Linked DNA regions of Anas platyrhynchos: region 2 is linked to region 1. The links are chromatin contacts, called in public Hi-C maps. All regions are on one chromosome and are shown on one strand. Each heading gives the region's core, a stretch centred on a gene start, on an enhancer-like site or on the middle of the called end of the contact. The rest is flanking DNA. Distances are from core to core; before and after follow the strand shown.

Region 1 (6,627 bases), core at 1,057-3,556:
TGATCACAGTCACAACTGAGTTACAAATTATTCTTTTTCTACCCAAAATTGCAGCAATAGGAAGCTAAGGACTGTCTGGAAAATATTTAAGGCATTACACTGCAAGTGGAGCCACTCAATAGCAGTAGTTTCATGTCTATAATTCATCTACCAGCAAGGCCCAGGGACGACTTCATTCCTGATACACACCCAGGAACAGCACACGCCTTACATCATTCCATGCTCCCTAAAAAAATTTCCCTTTCCTTCCCTTCCAAGCAGGACACATCACCATGCCGGGACACACCACTGCACGGCACTTACAGACGGCAGCTTGCTGGGATGGGGAAGAGACTAGGTGAGCCAGATTTCTCAGGTTCACATTTGCTTCCAGAACAACCGTGCCTCTGCACAACTCTCTCCTCCGTCTCAGTGCTGCAAGGCAGCACCACAGAGGCACATGTTGGGGTCCGGCCGCTGCTGCGCTTGGTGCTGTAAAATTCTACACCAGCAAGTGGAAAAGTAAAGAGCTGCGACTGCTGAGGGCACAGCAGGTTCCATCAACACACTCCCTGTCTGCAGAGTTAGTGCTATTCAAGGAGGATTTTCTCTCCTGCTGATGCCGTGTAAGGGTTTATGATAAGCCATACGTCAGACCTGGAGAGCTGTACCTTTAGTCTATTGTCCAGACAGCTCATAAGCTTAAAAGTTATTCTAGACCTGTACATCCGGCCACTCTGAATGAGTTCCAAAGAGCTCAGAGGCAACTGAGCTAATCTTTACAGACCTTTTATCCACTGAGAAAAATCTGCGTAGTCTAGATTAGTTGCAAGGGTAAACAAGAAGAAAATCAGCAGTGATGAAAAGATAGCACGAAACATGAGCAGGAGAACAGGAGAAAGCAGAGGAAAGTTTCCAACTCCAGTGAAGACACAAAGAGCCAAGGCAGAGCCCTGGCGTCTCAACAGCACGGCTGACCTACACGGCTGAGTCAATCTCATTGATAACAAGCCAAGAAGACAGATTTATTCCAGGAAGACCAAAACTTCAGTTGCACAAACTCAAGGCAGTAAGGATAGGTTTCATCTGACAGACTGAAAGGAGGTGGGTGGGGGAACACTCAACGTAAGGCATTCCTTAATGATTAGATTTGGAACTATAATAGGCCTGAGTTTAATGAGTTTCAGTAACTCTTTCAAATTTGGGGAATTCTTTTTTCATGTACATAATTTGATCAGTCTAACAGGAAATAAGTAAGGGGAATGCCCAAAGGAAATTGAAGTTCTTCAGATATTTGGAAGAGATTCAGAAATTAAATCAGAATACTTCAGAGCCCTTGGTCACAGGGAACTGGTGGAAATCCAACTGCCAAGAGTTACCACCCAAGTGTTACTAAACTTAACAAAGCACTTTCTCTCCTTTTTTCTTTTTTCAGGAGAAGGGAGCAAAAAAGAGACTTGTCAAATATAATCCTACCCTTGAAAGGCCACTGTGGTCCAGAAGAAGGAGTCAGCAAGCATACCTTTCACAAGTGTTGTATTAGGTTACTTTAGACCCAAAGCCATCAAGGCCTGAAGGGTTCCTGGTAATCTCCTCTCCTGGCTAATTTACAGGCAGGCAAGGACACAAAGCTAAATATGAATCCGAAAAAAAAGTCTTTCTCACTGCAATGGTGCCTTTTCTCTACCTTCATCACCACTCTGTGAGGACTGCAGAACTTGGATCTCTTAGGAAGCTTCTTGTGTTTTGCTGACATATTCATGAGTGTCAGTCAATGCAAAGGTTATAAAGCTGACCTGACAATTACACTAAATGGAAGAAAACTCAGGATAATATTCAAGGGAATCGTTACCTGGTTGGTGCACAGAGACACATTCAGCTCTCCCTCTCTAGCACACACGCATGACTCAAGCAGAAGAAGGGCTCTCAGGATGCCGTTGTGCTCACACTGATAGAAACGCAGCGGAGCGCAGCGTTCCAGTGCCATGAATCACTGAAACACAGTCCACTCTCACAGAAAACTCATTCTGGATCAGAGGGCGGACTCAGAGCTCAGGTTAAACATTCTGGGTTTCTGCATGTTTTATCCACCCAAATTAGTGCAAGTCATCACAGGAGATTCAGCGATACAGAGATAATTTCATGAATTTGGAAAAACCCTTCAGACAAGAACCTTCGTTCCCACTACCAGCACACGCACTTAGTTAGAAACTGTGCCTGAGAAATATGCACTGGTCAAAGGCAGAAGAAAACCAGCTGCACTACGATGACAGCAAGTTATCAACTGCCCTTTAACAGGACACTGGGACAGGAAGCAAAGGAAAAGATACTTACCCCAGCAGCAGGTCATCAGGGACTGCAACAAAAAGAAAATGAAGGGTGATTTTGCTGAACTCCCCCACTGCACAAAATAACATCACAGGCTAGCCTCGGGAGGGTAGGATCATTCTAATCTACCCCCAGAGGCCAAACAAAACTCTACCCATCCCTTCTGGTCACCAAAAAGAAACAAGGAGCAGCAAAATGATCTGCCATGGTAGAAAATTTTAGTTAGGACAGTGTGAGGGGACAGGAGATGTGACCGTGGCTGGGAGTTTGCCATCCCCACCTCTTGTGTCTGGAGCTCTGGCTGAGCACACCAGGCCAAACAGCTCAAGTTCCACAAAACCCAACGGCACGCAGAATCGAGTCAGGCAACGCTGTCATTGTCAGTCTTAGCTCCTTGCTGCGTCAACCACATTGAATTGAAAACAATCAAGTGCCCTGCTGTTCCCACCATCCTGCCCGCCCCTCTGTTCCAGTCCTGAGCCTCCCACGTCCCGTTCTGGGCCTGGGCCCTCTTCACAGCAGCGCTGCCGCTCCCCTCACCGGGCCTGATGCACCCCACCAGGCTCCAGCCCCCTCCTTTCCACCATCTCCACTCCAACATGCACCCGATCCCAGCCCAAAGCTGGGTTCTTCCTAGTTAATGCAGGAGCAAAAGTTTCCTCAGTCTTGTTCAAGAAAATCATCAATCCCCCTTGTTCCAAGGGCCACAACCCTTGCACTTTCAGTGTGACTCCTTGTTCTTTATGCATTTATCAAGTACAGCAATTAAATACACATTACACATACATTCAGACCACGGGGATTAATTTTAAAAAGAAACATGGAAGTCCAAATACCCGAACTTTTACAATATCCTACTTTTACAAGCGCACAGCTTCAACATCTTGCTCTGCCTCTTTAAGAAGCTGGTTAAAAATACATATATTGGTTTCCCTGAAACTCTCTTGGCGTGAGTAGAGAACTTTGTGGCATCAAAACTTCGACAATGTTGTTCTTTTCCCAGCACAGTCTTTCAGGGCACCACTAGTTTATGGCTTTTAAAACAGTACGCACGCAAAAAAAAAATCTTCATTTATTAGAACTTCTTGTTAAGACGGAAAATTGCACTTCGGAAAAGTAGTCTGTTTGTTTTAGCTGACAGCTGAGGCTCTGATCACCCAATCTGATCTTTCTGTTATCACTAATGGGACACAGTGTACTGTGCCTTGTTATTCCACTGGAAAATTAGGTCTTCTGACTTTAAAAGCCTTTGTTCCAGAAACTCAAAATATTCCCTATGACTGTTATACCGTTGGTCTGACTTTTCCAACTTTCCTCTAATTTAGGTCTCTGAAGTGATTGATCAGTTTCTTTTCAGTTATGTCCCAGCATACTGTTTTGGTGCTTTAGGGATAAATTTTATATAAAGCGTATATAAGCTTTATAAAGCTCTTTAAAAAGTCACATGTACATTTTGGATCTTCTCTAACCTGACAGGAGCCATACTGCAAGTACGCCAAAAAGCTATCCAGGTGGTTACCCAGTTTAGATATTAAGTCTTTGTCCATGTCCCACTCAAATTCAGCAGTCAAACAGACTCCTCTGGATGTTTATTGGGTTGGTTTTACTGCAGGTAGAAATATTCCTTACACAAATTCCTCTGCAAAAACCATTCTCCACTTCTTACCCAGTAAGCACAAACAGCGATATTCTTTTACACAGATTGTTGCACAGATTACAGAACTCTGTTAGTAATCCAGAGGGCAATGAGTGGCATCGTTCTTAACTAGCAGCTAGAACTGGCCAGGGTTTAACTGTTAGCTTCTGCCTCCACCTCAGCAATGGGCAAGCAGCTCCCTGCCACGGGCTGGCTAACGCAACACCCTCTGCTGGTCAGTGATGAAACACGTTCATTTTTACAAAGAATTCCCTTTTAACTCTGGTTAAAAACATAAAATGCTCTATAAAAGGAGCAGCACAACAAAACAACTACAGAAAAGTGTGGAAATGCTCACCCCTCACATGCAGCCACTTGCACTACAGGCAGGCAGAATGCCTCTAGTCCCAAAAGTGCCCAACTTGGCCTCAGTTTTGAAGGGGCCTGGCTTTGAGAAGGGGGCTGCTCCTTGTTATCCGTAATTTAATGCCATTTGTGAAACGGAGGAGCTGGAAGCGACCCCCCAGCTTGCCCCTCACGACAGCGAAGCCCCCACCTGCTGCTCCCTGGAGGTTTTGACACCACCGCCCTCAGGGACGGAGCCGCCCCCGTCACGTACCGTGCGCCGTCTCCTGAAACACCCTCCTGAGCTCCTTCAGCAGCTCCTCCGCCACAGCCGGCAGGGTGCTGCCCATCCCCGGGGCACCCGCCTCAGGCCTGCAGGGAGCGGGAGGCAGCGGGAAGCCCTTCAGGTCACGGCGGACATCGCAGACCGGGCCCGTTCAGCGGGGCGGCAGAGCCGGGATCGGTCCCGGCAGGGGGAGCCGCTTCGGGGCCGTTTGGGGCTGAGGCGGCGGCGACCTCGCGGCCTAGCGGGGCCTACTCGAGCCTCTCTAGGCCTAGAATCTGCCTCGTCGCCATGGCAACAGGTGACGCGGCCCCCCCCGCGTCACGTGGCGAGGGCGAGCTCTTAAAGGGCCAGCGTGTGGCTGTGGGGGGGGTGAGGGCGATGCTGGCGGCGGGGCTGCGGCGGGCCCTGGGCGTGCGGCGCTGCCCCGCGGGGCTCCCCCGGGCACGGGCCCGGCCCTCGGGGGCCCGGCAGGAGCGGGGTGGAGGCACGGGACAGGGAACGGGGCCGGGAGCCGCCCGGTGGCGGTTGGGGTGGGCCCGGCCGGGCCCGGCTCTGGGCTTCCTTGGAGGTGAGGGGAGGGGAAGGGGGCGGCGGGGGGTGGGGGAGGGCTGAGCCTCGCCCCGCAGCCCTCTCGCTCTTCCCCAGGGACGCCGAGGAGGACGGCGAGGCCGCCATCGTGCTGCTGCTGAAGAGAGCCAAGGTGAGGGGGGACAGGGTGGCATGAGGTGTTCCCCCCCACTACAAATTACCCCCATTTCTCTCGTTTTCCCCCCAAATCTCTCTTTTTGTGTCCCACCGCAGCTCAGCGCGATGAAGGGCGAGCTGGGGGAGGCCGAGAGGTTTCTGCACCAAGCCCTGCACCTGGCGCACCAGGCGGACGACAAGAGGGCCATCGTCTACACCTACAGCATGGTAACTGCTGCTCGGTGCTGTCCTGCTCGGGGCAGGGCCGTGTCGCAGGGCACGGGCACGGCGTGGTGCTGGGAAGCCGTGTGTGGAAGGACGAGAGGTGGTGGTGAGGCTGGGCCCGGCGGTGGAGCTTTCAGCGCAACGTCTGTCTCTTCCAGATGGCAAACGTGGCCTTCATGCAGGGGCAGCTGGACAATGTGAGTAGCTCCGGTGTTTTGTTTTTATTTCCTTGTAAGAGTCTGATAACCCAGCATGAGGTGTTGTCAAAGATCTTGGAGGTGCGGTGTGACTTGCTGTATCCTGAGAGTTGTGAGGCAGGAATCTTGTGTTCTACAGCAAAATAACCTGCCTTGGGGCTGCGATCCTGTGCTGCTTAGAGTAGTATTTTCCCAGCTGGATTGCAAGCTCCAATGTGGTGAGCAAGGGAAGGTATATTTCTTATTATGAAAAGCCATGGTCGAACATCTAGAGGACTGTCACAAGGAGAACCCAGGAAAGCAGTGAAGAGACACAGATGTGATAAACTCGTGGTTGGCGTAGGAGTCCTGAATTAACACTAGCATCAGGCTCTGGTTGGCCTTTCACTTTCCACTGGTCTTGATAGCAATTGTATTGCAAAGTTTGAGACAGTTTTCTCCCAGCAGTCTCCTTCTGTAAAGAGTAGAGATGTTTGAAGTGTCAGCATTGCTCAGTGTTCTATTCAAAATTCTCATTTCAGGCAGAAAAGCTCTACAAAGCAGCTATGAGCTTTTTGCTAGCAGGAGACACAAAGGAGGTAGGTTCTTTTGATAAAGGCTTTCCAGTGGAAATATTAAGCGTTGTGCATGGTTCTTTGGTCTATTTCTTGTGCTGTAACACCTCCTCCTGGAACTGGCAATACCAGCTATGAGCTGGTGGGCTTCTTAGGAACTTGCTTTAATGGATGGCAGTGCTGGTGACAACAGGATGGGCAATTTCAAGGTGTAAACTTGTTCTGTGGCAAAGTAATGGTTCTACTGGGAAGATGTTAAAACAGTAACAGTTGCATTGTGTCCTCCTGGCAGGATGACAATGCAGTCCTTGAGATGTCCCTCAAGTTGGCCAGTATCTATGCTGCTCAGAAACAGTGAGTTTTCTGCTAACGGCATCTTTTGCTTTAATCTCA
Region 2 (6,627 bases), core at 2,530-5,029, 54 kb before region 1:
GATTTTTTAAAATATACACACACATAAATATATATACTGTAAAACCAATATGTAATATTTAAAAATACTTAATATATGTCATAATAATACAGATGCATCTGCTGTGAATATATTGGGACTTCCCAAAGTCATGTTAGATAGGATACCAAGCATCATGTGATAATAAATGCCTTTTACTGCTGGGTTGTATTAAGAAGACAAGAGGTCATCTTGTTACATGAATATTAGTGGCAGGAAAAGAAATTATTATACTAGGGCTGGTCAGTCATCTGGTGAAGATATCTGGTGATCAGCTTTTGAACCTTTAAGTCTGTGGATTTTGGTATTTCCCCTCATTCACCTGAGGCCCCTACCCCCCAGCAGGAGTATCAATCACAGGAAACCAGGCAGTCTGTATTGTTGAAATCATCAAAGCCATTCCTTGTTATGATCACCTCTAATCTGCTCAAGGTTTCCTAGCCCCATGTGTGTTTAATGAACAAATGAGTACATTTGTTTAGAATCAAAACAACAGACTACATATTGTGTGCTGGGTGGCAGGACAGTGATTAATCGAATTCCTCAGACTGCAAACTGACAGCTTTTTTTTTTTTTCCTTTTTAATTCCCACAGACCTTCTGAAGGGGAGAAATGACGAGCTGAAACCAGACCATTACCTCCGTAAAAGCCCCTCCCTGGAATCCCTGAGCAAACCCCCTATGGCCTTCAGCAGCAGAATGCTTACCTCAAACTCCAGCAGCTTGAAACCCCAAAGCAAACTCAGGTACAAGCTAAGTTTCCTGGGAAAAACAGCGCATTGGAGAAAGATTGACAGCATTACCTGGCACCAAGATGAACGTTTCAATCCAGTGGATTCTTGTCTCCAGTAGAAAGTCTGCTGGCTACTCTATCTGATTCTGAATTACCAGGCTGTGTAAACTATACCAGAGCCAAATATCAAAATTCAGGCTATTATAACCACAATTATCTGTAAGATGAGCAATTGTGACAAAATGAGGATAGCAAGCTTTCAAGAGTCACTCAGTTGTATGTCAAAATCCCATCAGTATCTTGCTGTAGCTTTGCACGTTATGGTGAGTTAAAAAACTAAAAGCTTTGAGGTCTAGGAGAAAGCCAGACACATCATTTTCCTCTGGTCTCCACCATTATTCACAGAAGTAAACGTTGTAGGGTGAAGGCAGTGTGGGTGTTTTGACAGATGGCCTTTAACTGTACTCTAGGCCTTAATTGTAATACAGATTCCAGATATTTCAGTTAATTCAAGAACTCATTTTGCAGCAGCTCAATTGGATGTGAATTTATTGTTACAGATTCTTTAGATAGAGGTTGTGCTCTGAAAGCTATTACAGTTTGGTTTCCATTTAGGTTCTGTATGCCATCTTGGTTTGTCATATGGATATTATTTATACACTGGAAAAAAAAAAAAAAAAGATATTTCAAACAAATTTGTCTTCTTCTCCCTTACGCCCCCTGGCTTAGTGTGGAGAGAAAGGACCCATTGGCAGCCCTTGCCCGGGAGTATGGTGGTTCAAAGAGGAACGCTCTGTTGAAATGGTGCCAGAAGAAGACAGAGGGCTACCAGGTACATTTTTACTTCCCTCTAGAGAACAGTTCCATCATTTTCTTACACACGTTCAGTAAGCAATGTCACTTCAGAGAAATGTATTCAGTCTGCTGCTTTTTACATGTTTACTTCTGTTGGGTGTTTTCTATGCTCTTCCTTCAGATTTCTTTAACACTGTGGACCCCAATATTACATTGTCATAAGTAATTCACATGCAAAAGCTGAAGTATTTGCAGCATCAAAGGTCACTGATGGTGAGAAACAGTGTATATGAACGGTGGCTTCAATTTGGTATCAATTTTTGAAATGACACTCACATTTTTGTATAGGTTGTGTGTTATTATGAGTGTTTTCTTTTTGGTAATTTCTGTAAAACTAAATAAATATTTCTATGTGTGGCCTTGCCCAAACTGCAACTTAGGGCCCTGCTCTTTCTAATCTACAGAAGTTTCACTGAATTTTACAAAACAAGTTTTGACTGCTTGAGAACTTGTGATTTCTTTATGTAGTGATTTTCCACTGCTGAACAGGCATAATAATTTCTCCAGTTATTGTACGGCCATTGCTGTGCTCATAAAGCTCTTGCTGGTGTTTGTATACAGTTGCGTTAGACCTTGGACTCTGCTTGTAACTGAGCTGTAGAAGGCAGTTACAGGCAACAGTCCGTCCTGTGATATATGCTGGGTGTGCAGGATAGTCTTAGTTTGATATAATGTTGAGATTTTTTTTTTTCTTAAGAATAATATTGTTTGTTACTTAGAGCAGAAGACAAAAGCAGTTATCACCACATGATATGCACCCTGGAGCAAGTCTTTAATAAAAGCAGAGCCCATCTTTTAAAGTAAATAATAACATATTTTTTTCTTCACAACTAGCTCTTTATGAAGCATTAGCTGCAGGGCACAGGAGTTTGGAAGAAAAGACAGTAGCTTTCTCTTTAAATAAGCTCATCTCTGAAAGTGTGAGTTGTTTCTTAGCACATAGCACACATTCATGTGCACATGAATGACTTGCACAAACTTTACAGAAGGACAAGTACCAGAGAAAGCTCTTGCCTTTAGACACACCTTAGAAGCAATAAAGCCAGGGTTAGATTTTAGCCTCCAATTGTGCGATACTGCATAGAAGGCTCTAGTGCTGTCCTGTGAAGTTGCATCTTCAACTCTGTTGAATTTATATTTACTTGTATCTCATCTTCTAAAATTCTCCTGGTTTTGGATTAGAAGTTATTTGGGGAGAGGGGAAGGGGTGGGGACACATGACACATTTCCATCCAGTCCTCAGAAAATGATTGGCAAAATACAACTTTTCCAAGTCTAATTTTTGTTAGGCCAGAAAGCCCAACCCCTGAGTAAGACTTTCTCCTGCCCTTTTTTGTTTTAAATGTCATACGTAGGAACTTCCTCCACTTCTTTTAAAATAGCCTGACTCATCTGGGTTCACTGTTGGAAGCGTTCTCTGGGAGGCAGCCTGTAGTAGTTACCTTTGTCTGATTACACCCAGGTAGGACTGAAGGTACTGCTTTTAGAAATTACTGTGCCGCTTGCAGACATAAAGGCCTGCCTAATGCGGGAGGTACCAGACTGGTGACAAGTATTCCCTCTGTGATAGAAAAGAGAAGGAGTTTTGTTTTTCTATCCTGAACCCAAGTAGTGCAGCTAACAGTGTATCGGATAGCAGGCCACCCAGGAGGTATGCAAGCAGCCCGGGTCTATTTGTTTTTCCTTTTAGTATTAGTCTCTGGAGGAAAGCATGTCCCTGGCTCAGAGGACAATAGAAATCTTTGCTTTATATATGGCTGCTGGAATGCTGTTACTACTGACATGACTGTCCAGCTGATATTTCAGAAAAAAACTTTGTCATTTTGGTTCCTGCTCTGCTGAGGCTCTTGTTCGGTTGAAGGCCATCCTCTGTCGTTAGTCTAAAGCAGCAGAATGAACATTCAGCAGTTTTCAAAAAGAGCAGGTACAGCCCTGGCACTGACAAACACTGTGTAGGCCAGGAGAAGCTGAGGAGTTCAGCCTGTGGGGTGTGTGTGTGAGTGGGGGGGGTTATTGCCTAGAATGTTAAGATCTCAGAGCAGAAATTAAAATCAGATGTATCAAAGGACAAACAATGTCTTGATTTATGGTGAGAGTCTCGCCTCTCTATCCTCATTGCTTTGTTTAGAGGCACTATCTCTTGGACAGTCTTCCCCAGATTCTTGTTCCCATCGTGCTCGCTGTGGTGCATTCACGGATTCCTCGTGAACTAGCTTTCCCCTGACCCTTGCACCCTTACGATAAGGCTGATATTGAGCTCCACAGGGAATTTTTATCGTTCTGGAGTACAGAGGGCTGGAATGGAGGAAAGAGCATCATCCTCCTTCCTGCCTTAGCCACTGCACTGGTGGGAATGAAGTAATGAGCTCCAGGAAGCAGAACCCCGATGACGCGCATCACTTATTTTTCATACATAAGACCCCGTCTGTGAGGCATCATCTGTGCAGATCCCAGCATACTGCTATGTTCCTTCTGACATGAAGCTCAGAACCACAAGTAGTTTGGGAAGCAAACTATTTTCAGCTCAGTGACGCAGTGGAGTGAGAGAAAATAAGACTTGATGCTTGGCTGCCTAGCTTCTTATTTTCGGTATCGCAGTGTGCTGCCTCGGAGGTTTAATATAAGTCTGTCTGTGAGCTGAAGAGGAGGAGGGGGATTCCTTTCTGTTTAAATTAGGCAGAAACCTGATTTCATTAAACAATATGAACAAAACGGATTAGAATAACTGATTCTCTCGGTAGCAGCTACTGCCTGTGTCCCACATCCCCTGAGGAAAGCTGGATTAGTGACCTGGGAGAGTATCTGGGGATAAGACCTAGGGACCAATGCACAAGGCTACACTTTTCAAATGCTTTAATCCATGCAAGGCTTATGCTATAGATAGAAATTTACATTTACTGCTCCTGGCATATATCCTTACACTGACTACAGGGGAACATTCCCTGGCTTTTTACTTCAGTGTGGTGTTCCCTGGGAGGCAATCTCATAAAACAAGAGAGGGACACTGGAGGGAGTTGAGAGAAGTGCAACAGAAATGAATGTTGGCCTGGAGGGTTTGATTTGTTTTTTTAAATAAAGAAATTGCATGAGTTTACAGTAACTGAGGGGAAACATGAAAGCGTCTACGTGTCTCTAATCTGCTATGTCATTTCTAAGATCCCTATTTAAACAGTGACTTGATATCAAAAGGTTATGAACACTAAGGAGAAAGTAATATTTTAGAAAATGGAGAAGGAAGTATGAGAATTGAGGTAAAGCTGTTACTGATAAACTGAAGTTCAGTTTAATGACTTAGAGGAAGAAAAATATGGAAGTGAGATCTCAAACTATGGTATGTTCTAGCATATGATTTCAGTTGTCAGGTTTCAATGCCTAGATCGATGTTTTCTGGCATTTTGGGCATCAATTTTGAATAACTGTTCAGGGGAAGTGCAAAAAAATCACAGCATCAAAAAGAATTGCCGTGAAATAAGGCTTTGGGCTTAGTGGCTTTTTGCAATACTTCCTTGAGGAAAATCTCCAGCTTGAAAAACAAACAAGCAAACAAAATAAACCCAACTCAATCTGAAGTGTGGTTGCCTATAAGAAATGTACACTGCCACATCTCTTTTGCTAAGCATGCATAGACTGTTCGTCCTGCCTCTCTGAATTTGTTGACATCATGGTATGTAATGTAGGGTGGTGAGGTGACCAGACTTGAGAACTGCTTTTGTGGCTCTGCAGCTCAATTACCACAAGTCCTTTAAACCACAAAGCCTGCTGAGAGTAAGTTATTTATGTTAAAATAGCTTTTTCTCTGTTGTCTTTTGTTTTTTTTTCCTCATCTATTTAAAAAGATTATACATCATAGCAACAGTGTGAAGTAGAAATTTGGTGCCTCTTTTCTAATAGGCTCTGTTCCCATGAGTCATAACTCCTGGAAGCTGCTGAGAGTCATTCTTGTTGCATTATCACCTTCCATAATCATATCATTAGTGACTGTAGTGTCATTTAAGTGCTCTGGTTCTTTTTGCTCTCTGTGGAGACCATTTGTCAAGGGGCCAAACCTCTCTAGATTAAGTCTATTGCTATCCACAGAAGTATTGTGAAAACAGGGAACATCAAGAGGCACTTAACCCGTGATCGTTAAAAATTAGGATTATTATTTCTGCCGCATACCCTCTTCAGAGATGAGATGGAATTGCTACCATGTTAATGAAGATGGCTTGCTTAAAAGAACTGTTTTTGCATTTTTTTCCAACTACTACACATCTATCCTATGGCACAGAGGAAAAGAGAATTTGAGACTGAGTCTTTTTTCCAACGTACCATCATGTTTGTTCCTTTTATCAAGTTACACTTGGTTTAACAGGACCCATTTGGGATCCACTTCTTGAAGAACCACCATCTTTTAGACTGAATCTGGCTGTGTGGTTGTTTGAGGAAGAAATGCGAAGTAGGAGATGAGAAATGCTGTAGAACTGACAAGGGGGAAATAGTAGCTATACCTCCAAAGATTTTTGTATCATATATTCCCTACCCGTGCAGACGAGCCATTGCTTTATGACTATGACAGTCTGAGTCCATCTTCTCATGGATGGAGGCAGTGCTTCCCGTTATCACTGACACCGACAGCAGAAGGCTGACAAATTGGTATCAGTGGTCTTGGTTTCCACAGGAAACTTGGTTTCCACAGCCTCAGATGAGATTTGACACCATCTGGAGGAATCCCAACAGCACACAGTAAGTACTAGGTAGCATGATCTCTACCTAGCTCTCACATCATACATGTACAAGCAGCTCCTGGAGACAATAATTCCTTTTCATTATTCTGCATTAAAATATTCTAGCAACTACGAGCAAAGCTAGAAGAGACTTTTGTTTCCCTGTTGTATTTGGTGTCACTTACCTCTGTAGCAGGTCCCAGGAACACTGTGCAGTATTAGGAAGTATTCTTAGGAGTGCATTGGAACTATTTTTAGGGCAATAATCTCCAACATATATTGTTTAGTCTGAATTAGTAAAGTACTGAAATCTGTACCC

The links. Hi-C and Micro-C count contacts between places; a contact is called where the count stands out from the background.
Region 2: a Hi-C map of F1 follicle shows a contact between it and region 1, with 1.8 times the contacts expected there. The contact joins the enhancer-like site here to the promoter of ZSWIM7 in region 1. A contact is called at or near these places in 4 of 8 Hi-C or Micro-C datasets (F1 follicle, liver, skeletal muscle and 1 more).

Annotation. Positions count from the first base shown.
Region 1 is chr20:4,243,163-4,249,789 of IASCAAS_PekinDuck_T2T, reverse strand. ZSWIM7 (zinc finger SWIM-type containing 7) reads right to left here and starts at 2,306. Exons shown (of 4, transcript XM_072026206.1): 1 at 1,832-2,306. The coding sequence starts at 1,854. It overlaps TTC19 (tetratricopeptide repeat domain 19), which reads left to right and starts at 4,950. Exons shown (of 10, transcript XM_038166004.2): 1 at 4,950-5,142; 2 at 5,201-5,274; 3 at 5,376-5,486; 4 at 5,642-5,680; 5 at 6,202-6,258; 6 at 6,527-6,588. The coding sequence starts at 4,953.
Region 2 is chr20:4,298,328-4,304,954 of IASCAAS_PekinDuck_T2T, reverse strand. SPECC1 (sperm antigen with calponin homology and coiled-coil domains 1) reads left to right here. Exons shown (of 16, transcript XM_027472614.3): 12 at 613-763; 13 at 1,480-1,582. Among named protein-coding and RNA genes, the nearest start is that of ADORA2B, 27 kb to the right of the region's middle. Within about 2 kb of position 3,779, at least 2 of the 8 cell types and tissues checked have an H3K27ac peak or open chromatin away from gene starts, as enhancers often do. A contact at or near this core is called in F1 follicle, where this site is marked.